Linked DNA regions of Callithrix jacchus: region 2 is linked to region 1. The links are chromatin contacts, called in public Hi-C maps. All regions are on one chromosome and are shown on one strand. Each heading gives the region's core, a stretch centred on a gene start, on an enhancer-like site or on the middle of the called end of the contact. The rest is flanking DNA. Distances are from core to core; before and after follow the strand shown.

What was found. Hi-C and Micro-C count contacts between places; a contact is called where the count stands out from the background.
Region 2: a contact with region 1 is called in a Hi-C map of skeletal muscle, with 4 times the contacts expected there. The contact joins the enhancer-like site here to the promoter of SNRNP70 in region 1. A contact is called at or near these places in 2 of 3 Hi-C or Micro-C datasets (both in skeletal muscle).

The regions. Positions count from the first base shown.
Region 1 is chr22:42,898,751-42,902,747 of calJac240_pri, forward strand. It overlaps SNRNP70 (small nuclear ribonucleoprotein U1 subunit 70), which reads left to right and starts at 2,382. Exons shown (of 10, transcript XM_078359391.1): 1 at 2,382-2,575; 2 at 3,358-3,514. The coding sequence starts at 3,368.
Region 2 is chr22:43,011,731-43,015,441 of calJac240_pri, forward strand. It overlaps TRPM4 (transient receptor potential cation channel subfamily M member 4), which reads left to right. Exons shown (of 25, transcript XR_013530834.1): 21 at 1,596-1,839; 22 at 2,071-2,203; 23 at 2,418-2,490; 24 at 2,578-2,683; 25 at 2,902-3,236. Among named protein-coding and RNA genes, the nearest start is that of TRPM4, 43 kb to the left of the region's middle. Within about 2 kb of position 2,416, at least 16 of the 16 cell types and tissues checked have an H3K27ac peak or open chromatin away from gene starts, as enhancers often do. A contact at or near this core is called in skeletal muscle, where this site is marked.

The sequences.
Region 1 (3,997 bases), core at 1,132-3,631:
CAGTGAAGGCCCAGTATATACTGAACACGATCGCTATTATCTGTAGTGCAGGCGGCAGGGTGAGTCGGTGGAGGGAGGCTGTGCATGAAACACATAACTGTTAACAGTGGCAGTTCATGTGAGTTTCTCAAGCGCTAAAAACGTATGCTTACCAATAGACAACGTAGCTGGTGGGCCTACAAGTCTGGTTACTTTGTAATGCTGCAAAAGGGTTTAAAGCCCTTGAGCGTGTTATGTACTGTTACAGAGTCAAGGTCACTCTGCACGTGGAACAAGAAGGCTTGGGGACGTCTGCCTCCCCAGAGGCCGGGCAGTTTGCTGCTTTTTACTGTTCCCACCGTTTGCAGCTATTTTACAGAGGCACTCTGTGAGCCCTCCTTCCATTGCCGTCCCCCCCAGCAACTGGGTGTCCGTACTAAGTTTGGCTTCCATATGGTAACCTCCCAGGAGCGGGAGACTACCAGGTTGCCTGGCAAGGGGTGAACTAGCCTAAGGCTGGAAATGGAGCGGGTCAAAACTCCTGATCGACGTGAGTGGGATCATGGCAGTGAATAGCCACTGTACACCGCCTGGGTGACACAGCGAATAGCCACTGCACACCAGCCTGGGTGACACAGTGAAACCCTGTCTCTGGAAAATAAATACATACATAAATAGGAAGCAGCACAGCAGAAAAGTTTGGAAAAATCACAAACTGGCAACGTGGAAGAGAAGAAAGAGCATTTGTTTTGAGATAGAGTCTCACTCTGTAGCCCAGGCTGGAGTGCAGTGGTGTGATCTTAACTCACTGCAACCTCCGTCTCCTGGGTCCTGGTTCAAGCAATTCTCCTACCTCAGCCTCCCAAGTAGCTGGGATTACAGGTAGGAGCCACCATGCCCAGCTAATTTTTGTATTTTTTAGTAGAGACAGGGTTTCACCATGTTGGTCAGCCTGGTCTTGAACTCCTTACCTCATGATCCACCCACCTCAGCCTCTCAAAGTGTTAGGATTACAGGCATGAGCCAATGCACTTGGCATTTTTTTTTTTTTTTTTTTTTTGGAAAGTGAGTCTCAATTTGTTGCCCAGACTGGAGTGAAATGGCACGATCTCAGCTCACTGCAATCTCTGCCTCCTAGGTTAAAGCGATTCTCCTGCCTCAGCCTCCTGAGTTGCTGGCCTTTTTCTTGAAAATTAGTCATTTGAATTTTGCAATAATTTCTATAGTTATTAAACAGGCTATTGAATCCATCCACAAAACTTAAAATGCAATACTTAACAACAGGGCCTTAAATAAAATAAATGCCAGCTCTCTGATCTCACGGCCAACAACCTGAGATTCCTGCCATCTGGTCCCAGTTCAGGACCTTTGCGCCTGCTGTTAACCCTCCCCGTCCCCCGATCTTGCTTCTATCTGGCCTTTGTTCAAATGACACTTCAGAGGAGCCTTCCGTTATCACCCTTTATAAAATGGCCTCACTCTCACTTCCCATCCCTTTACTCTGCTCTGTCCTTCTTTATTATGCTGGTCACCATCTCAAATTATTATTATTATTTTAAGATAGAGTGTCGCTCTTGTCACCCAGGCTGGAGTGCAATGGCGGTGATCTCTGCTCAGGGCAACCTCTGGCTCCTGGGTTCAAGCGATTCTTCTGCCTCAGCCTCCAGAGTAGCTGAGGTTACAGGCTCACACCACCATGCCCGGCCAATTTTTGTATTTTTTTGTAGAGACGGGGTTTCACCATGTTGGCCATGCTGGTCTCGAACAATTGATCTCGGGTGATCCGCCTGCCTCGGCCTCCCAAGTGATGGGATTACAGGAGTGAGCCACCGGGCCCAGCCCTTAAACTATCTTTATTCAGTCAAGCGCTTTTATTGTCTCCCTCAGTACAATGTAAGCCCAAGCAGGAGAAGACTTTGCTTTAGTCACGTGCTGTAGCCCCCAAAGCCCAGACAGTGCCTAGCACATACGAGATGCTCGATGAGCAGTTGATTGAATAGATTAGACATCAACGCAATCAGGCTATTCACTTAGGGACTCTTTGCTAGGCGGCGGAGAGGTACGTTACAGTACTCTACACAACACGCATGCGCGAAAAAAATCAGGGAAGTGTGATCGGGAAAGGGGCGGAGCGTCAGAGAGAGTCTCGTGGACATAGGCGGTTCGGAGCGGAAAGCGGCAGGTGGAGGGGCGGCTTGGGGCTGAGCGCGCGCGCGCAGCGCAGACGCCAGCTCCAGGAGACTGAGGTACTCAAGGTGCCCGAAGGCGGGGTAGTGACCTCGCGCGTGCGCTTTGCCAGCGACGGCTCCTGGGCCTGGTGTGTGGGTAGGTCTTGGCCTCTCGCGGCGCATGCGCAGTGCTGACGGCGGAGGGATTTCAGGTCGAGACCCACCCCCTGCTCCAGTCGGTAGCTGAGGCCGCGCGGGTTGTTGAGCAGCGGCCTTGTGCGCTCGCTGCGCGGGCAAGGGAGTCAGGCAGACGCGGACGCCGTCGGAGTGGAAGCCAAAGCGGAAGTTCTTGTTGCTGAGGGGCCGCCGCAGCCGCCCCGAGCCTCCGGACCGACGCCAGACCCAGGAGGGCGCCGCGCGGCGAGTGAGTGTGGCCGAGTGGTCCGGGGTGCTGGGCCGCTACCCACAAGCCCCTGCGGTGGGCCCCGGTACTTTTACCTGCAGCCAGGCCCCTTTGCCGCGTCCCCTGCTGCAGGTCCCTTCTGCATCCCTTTCCCGAAACCCGAGCCCTCTGCGCACCCACGCCTGCTTCCCGTAGCGTCCTAGGTCCCCTACCCACAGGCCCTTGCGGTGTATGGCCTTTTTTCTTTTTCGTCTTTCCATGTTGTCCTGGACCTTTACCCATAATTCCTTTCGTCTTGGGGGCGCCCAGGTCTGTTACCCACAGGCGCTTGGCTTTGGGGCTTCGCTGCTTATGTTTCTCTTTGCCCGGAGACTTCAGACCTCCAGGCCTCTGCAAACCGCATCTCATAATTTGTCCTCCAAGATACGAGACGAGCAGCCAGCCACAACTGCTCTGTGCCTCCTTTCTCGGGTCCTTGATTCCCCCAGAAATCCCCAGGGAAGCTCTCCGCCACACAGCTCGTGGGTCAGGACTCTGAGACCTCACTGCTCAGGAACCCTTTTCCAGCCTTTGTTTTTTGTTTCCTTTACGGGCCTGATTTTCACCTCCACCCCCACCAAGAGATGCCCTTTTCTCTTCTAGCGTAGGACGGTTCTCTGCCCTTTCAGAGCCTCTTCGAATTCCGAGACTTTACTCCTGTTTTCTCTCTTTTTCTTTTTTTTTTTTTTTTTGAGAGTCAGGGGACAAATAGGGGCTTTCTCTGTGCAGACCCAATCTAACCTAAGGCTGTCCTGCTTCTGCTCTCAGACTTGGCAAGATGACCCAGTTCCTGCCGCCCAACCTTCTGGCCCTTTTTGCCCCCCGTGACCCTATCCCATACCTGCCACCCCTGGAGAAACTGCCACATGAAAAACACCACAATCAACCTTACTGTGGCATTGCGCCGTACATTCGAGAGTTTGAGGTGAGTTCACTGAGCAGGCCAGGAATGGTTTGGGTTGTGGGGTGCAAGGATTGGATCTGGGAGTCCAGCCTCTGACTGGATTTGCTAGCTGTGTGATTTAAGCGACTGGCTTCATCTTTGTGATCCTCAGTTTCCCTGTTTTAAATGGGGTTGGAGCCAGGTGTGGTCGAGTGCACCTGTAGTTCCAGCTACTCAGGAGGCTGAGGTGGGAGGATTGCTTGAGCCCAGGAGTTGGAGGCTGGATTGCTTTGTGATTGCGCCACTATACTCCGGCCTCGGTGACAGAACAGGACCTCATCTCTTAAAAAAAATTTTTTTTTTTTTTTTTTTAAAGTGGACTTGTGGCCAGGTGCGGTAGCTTATGCTTGTAATTTCCAGTACTTTGGGAGGCTGAGGCGGGTGGATCACCTGAGGTCAGGAGTTCAAGACCAACCTGGCCAACATGATGAAATCCTGTCTCTACTAAAAATAGGAAAATTAGCT
Region 2 (3,711 bases), core at 1,166-3,665, 110 kb after region 1:
TAAGGTGGGTGGATCACCTGAGGTCAGGAGTTCGAGACCAGCCTGGCCAACATGGTAAGTTCCCATCTCTACTAGAAAGTTAGCTGGGCTCGTGCCTGTAATCCCAGGTACGACAGGAGGCTGAGGCATGAGAATCGCTTGAACCCAGAAGCGGAGGCTGCAGTGAGCCAAGATCGTGCCACTGCACTCCAGCCTGGGCGACAGAGCGAGACTCCATCTTAAAAAGAAAAGACCGCATTTGGTTTAGCCATTCATCTGTCGATGGACACTTGCGTTGTTTCTGCCTTGGCTGTCGTGACTAATGTTGGTTGTAGCGCTGGCATGGAAGTATCTATTTGAACGGTGGTTTTTATTTTCTTTGGTTGTGTATCAAAGTGAAATTCCTAGGTCATATGGTAAATTTATGTTTAGCTTTTTGAGAAACCACCAAACATTTCCACAGCAGCTGCACCATTTTCTGTTCTCACCAGCAGCGTATGAGGGTTCTAACTTCTCCACATCCTAGCCAACACTTGTTATTTTTCTTTTGTAAAAATTATTATTTTTTTTTTTTTCTGAGACACAGTTTTGCTCCTGTTACCCAGGCTGGAGTGCAATAGCAGGATCTCGGCTCACTGCAACCTCCGCCTCCTGGATTCAGGCAATTCTCCTGCTTCAGCCTCCTGAGTAGCTGGGATTACAGGCATGCACCACCGTGCCCAGCTAAGTTTTTTGTATTTTTAGTAGAGACGGGGTTTCACCATGTTGACCAGGATGGTCTCAATCTCTTGACCTCGTGATCCACCCGCCTCGGCCTCCCAAAGTGCTGGGATTACAGGCATGAGCCACCGCGCCCGGCTCTTTTGTAAAAATTATAGTCATCCAGCTGGGCGTAGTGGCTCATACCTGTAATCCCAGCACTTTAGGGGGCTGAGGTGGGAGGATTGCTTGAGCCCAAGACATTGAGACCAGCATGGGCAACATAGCGAGGCTGCTGTGTCTACCAAAACACCAGAAATGAGACATAACTTCACATATGCAGCCTCAAGCTCCTGGGCTGAAGTGATCCTCCCGCCTAAGCCTCCTAAGTAGCTGGGACTACACTTACGTGTCACCACACCTGGGTGATTTTATTTTTAAATTTTATTTATTTATTTATTTATGATGGAGTCTCCCTCTGTCACCAGGCTGGAGTGTAGTGGCGCAATCTCGGCTCACTGCAGCTTCCGCCTCCCAGGTTCAAGCGATTCTCCTGCCTCAGCCTCCCAAGCAGCTGGGACTATAGGCGCGTGCCAGCACACCCGGCTAATTTTATGTATTTTTAGTAGAGATGGGGTTTCACCATCTTGGCCAGGCTGGTCTAGAACTCTTGACCTCAGGTAATCCACCCACCTCAGTCTCCCAAAGTACTAGGATTACAGGCGTGAGCCACAGTGCCCTGCCCTAACCTGACTTCTGATCGCATCCTGTAACCTGTGACTTTAGTGATCTTGACTTTTGTCCGCTGCGATGGACTTTGAACAATTATTACCTGGCATCCAACCTTGCCCCCCACCCCTCCGGGGGCAGGGCTCTGACCTGAAGTGACCTTTGACTTTGACCTCTCGCCTCTGCAGCTACACGTTCGGCAAAGTACAGGGCAACAGCGACCTCTACTGGAAGTCGCAACGCTACCGCCTCATCCGGGAATTCCACTCTCGGCCCGCGCTGGCCCCGCCCCTTATCATCATCTCCCACTCGCGCCTCCTGCTCAGGAAATTGTGCCGGAGCTCCCGGAGCACCCAGGCGGTCATCGGGGATTTCCGTGAGAACAGAGCTTGGCTTAAAAAGGAAAAATACAAGAGACCGGGAGCCTGGAAGGCGAGGGGATGGGGGCATGCCCCTAATGACTAGTGGGCGTGGCCTAAGAGTGAGGGGCGGGGTTAAGCAGCACGGGTCGGTGCTTAAGTACTGAGGGTTGGGCTTACGGGTGAGGAGCGGGGCCTGTTCTCGAAACACCTGGGGACGGGTGTGGGAGAGGGTGCTCTGATGGGGTGGCTGGGCTTGGGAAGGGGCGTGGCCTGAGCTCTCTAACTCTGTCCGCCCCTGCAGGAGTCCCTCTTTCTAAGGAAGCCGAGCGGAAGCTGCTGACTTGGGAATCGGTGCAAAAGGAGAACTTCCTGCTGGCACGCGCTCGGGACAAGCGGGACAGCGACTCCGAGCGTCTGAAGCGCACGTCGCAGAAGTGAGGGGTGGGCCTGGTCGGGGGCGGGGCTTCTGGCCTTGGGGGATCCCGACGTTCGCCGAGCGGAGAAAAGAGGTGGGGTTTACACGGAGCCGGGAAGAGGGTGGAGCCTGGGGGCAGGGCGCTGGGACGGAGGAAAGAGGCCGGGAAGCAGGCGGAGCTTCGGGCGTGGGTGGGCTGCGGGTGCCCCCAATAAGAGGCCTTCCCTTCGCAGGGTGGACAATGCGCTGAAACAGCTGGGACACATCCGCGAGTACGAACAGCGCCTGAAAGTGCTGGAGCGGGAGGTTAGGGCTTGGGGCCTGGCTGGGGGACTGTGGCGGGGGTCTGGCAGGGGTTCGGTCTCCTGCTCTGACATCCCTCCTGCTCCCCAGGTCCAGCACTGTAGCCGCGTCCTGGGGTGGATGGCCGAGGCCCTGAGCCGCTCTGCCTTGCTGCCCCCAGGAGGGCCGCCACCCCCCGATCTGCCTGGGCCCAAAGGTCAGTGTGTAGGATGAGCCTGTGCATCTCCAGCCTCTGTTCCTGTATTTTTGCGTTTTTCTCTCTCGGCGCCTTTCCAGTGGCCCTGGGTCACTCTTGGTCTCCTTTGGGCATTTTGTCCTCCTGTCTTCGTGTTTCTTCTTTTTTTGCCAGTCCCCCAGTTTTTCTCTCCCCCTTTCCCCGCCAATCACCTGTTCTTTCCTCTGTCTTCCCCCTAGACTGAGCCCTGCTGGCGGACTTCAAGGAGAAGCCCGCTCTAGGGTTTTGCTCCCAGAGTAAGGCTCATCTGGGCCTCCGCCCCTGCACCTGGTGGCCTTGTACTTGAGGTGAGCCCCGCGCCCATCTGGGCCGCTGTCGGGACCACCTTTGGGAGTGTCATCCATACCAACCACAGCATGCAGCTCCTCCCAGAACCAGCCGAAGCCTGGGAGGAGGAAGTCCTGGAGACCCGGCTGTAGTCCAGGGACAGGCTGGAGGGTCCTTGGGGTAACGGGGACCACAGACCCCACTCGCAGATTCCTCACACTGGGGAAATAAAGCCATCTGATGGGAATCGTGTCCGGAGGCTTGATTCTTGGGGGAACTGGTGGGGGACTAGACCCTTCCAGGAGGGGGGCTGGAGCTGGGGTGGTGGGTTTGGGGTTCTTGGTGGGTTTGCTGCTGCTATTTTGGAGTCCCTTTCTTCCTCTCAGGCTTAGTGTTTCTGCCTGACTGAGACCCAGCACCTTCTGTCTGCACGGTTCTGGCAGCTGTCACTTCTGTAGGACAGGACCCCATGTGTACCCCCTCCCACCCAGTTTCAGCTTTCCAGTGGAAAAAGAACTCAGTGATCATAGTGAATTATCTCCTGGAGAGGGGCTGGGCGGGTGTTGTGTACATCTGCTTTGGCAATAGGGAAACGGAGGACGCAAATTTGGATAAATGCATACGTGTCTTTAAAGAGTCTAATTGGTGGGAAATTGCAGGCCAGGCACACGCAGGGGTGGGGCAAATAGGCATGATTATACATGCAGTTTAAATAACTGGTA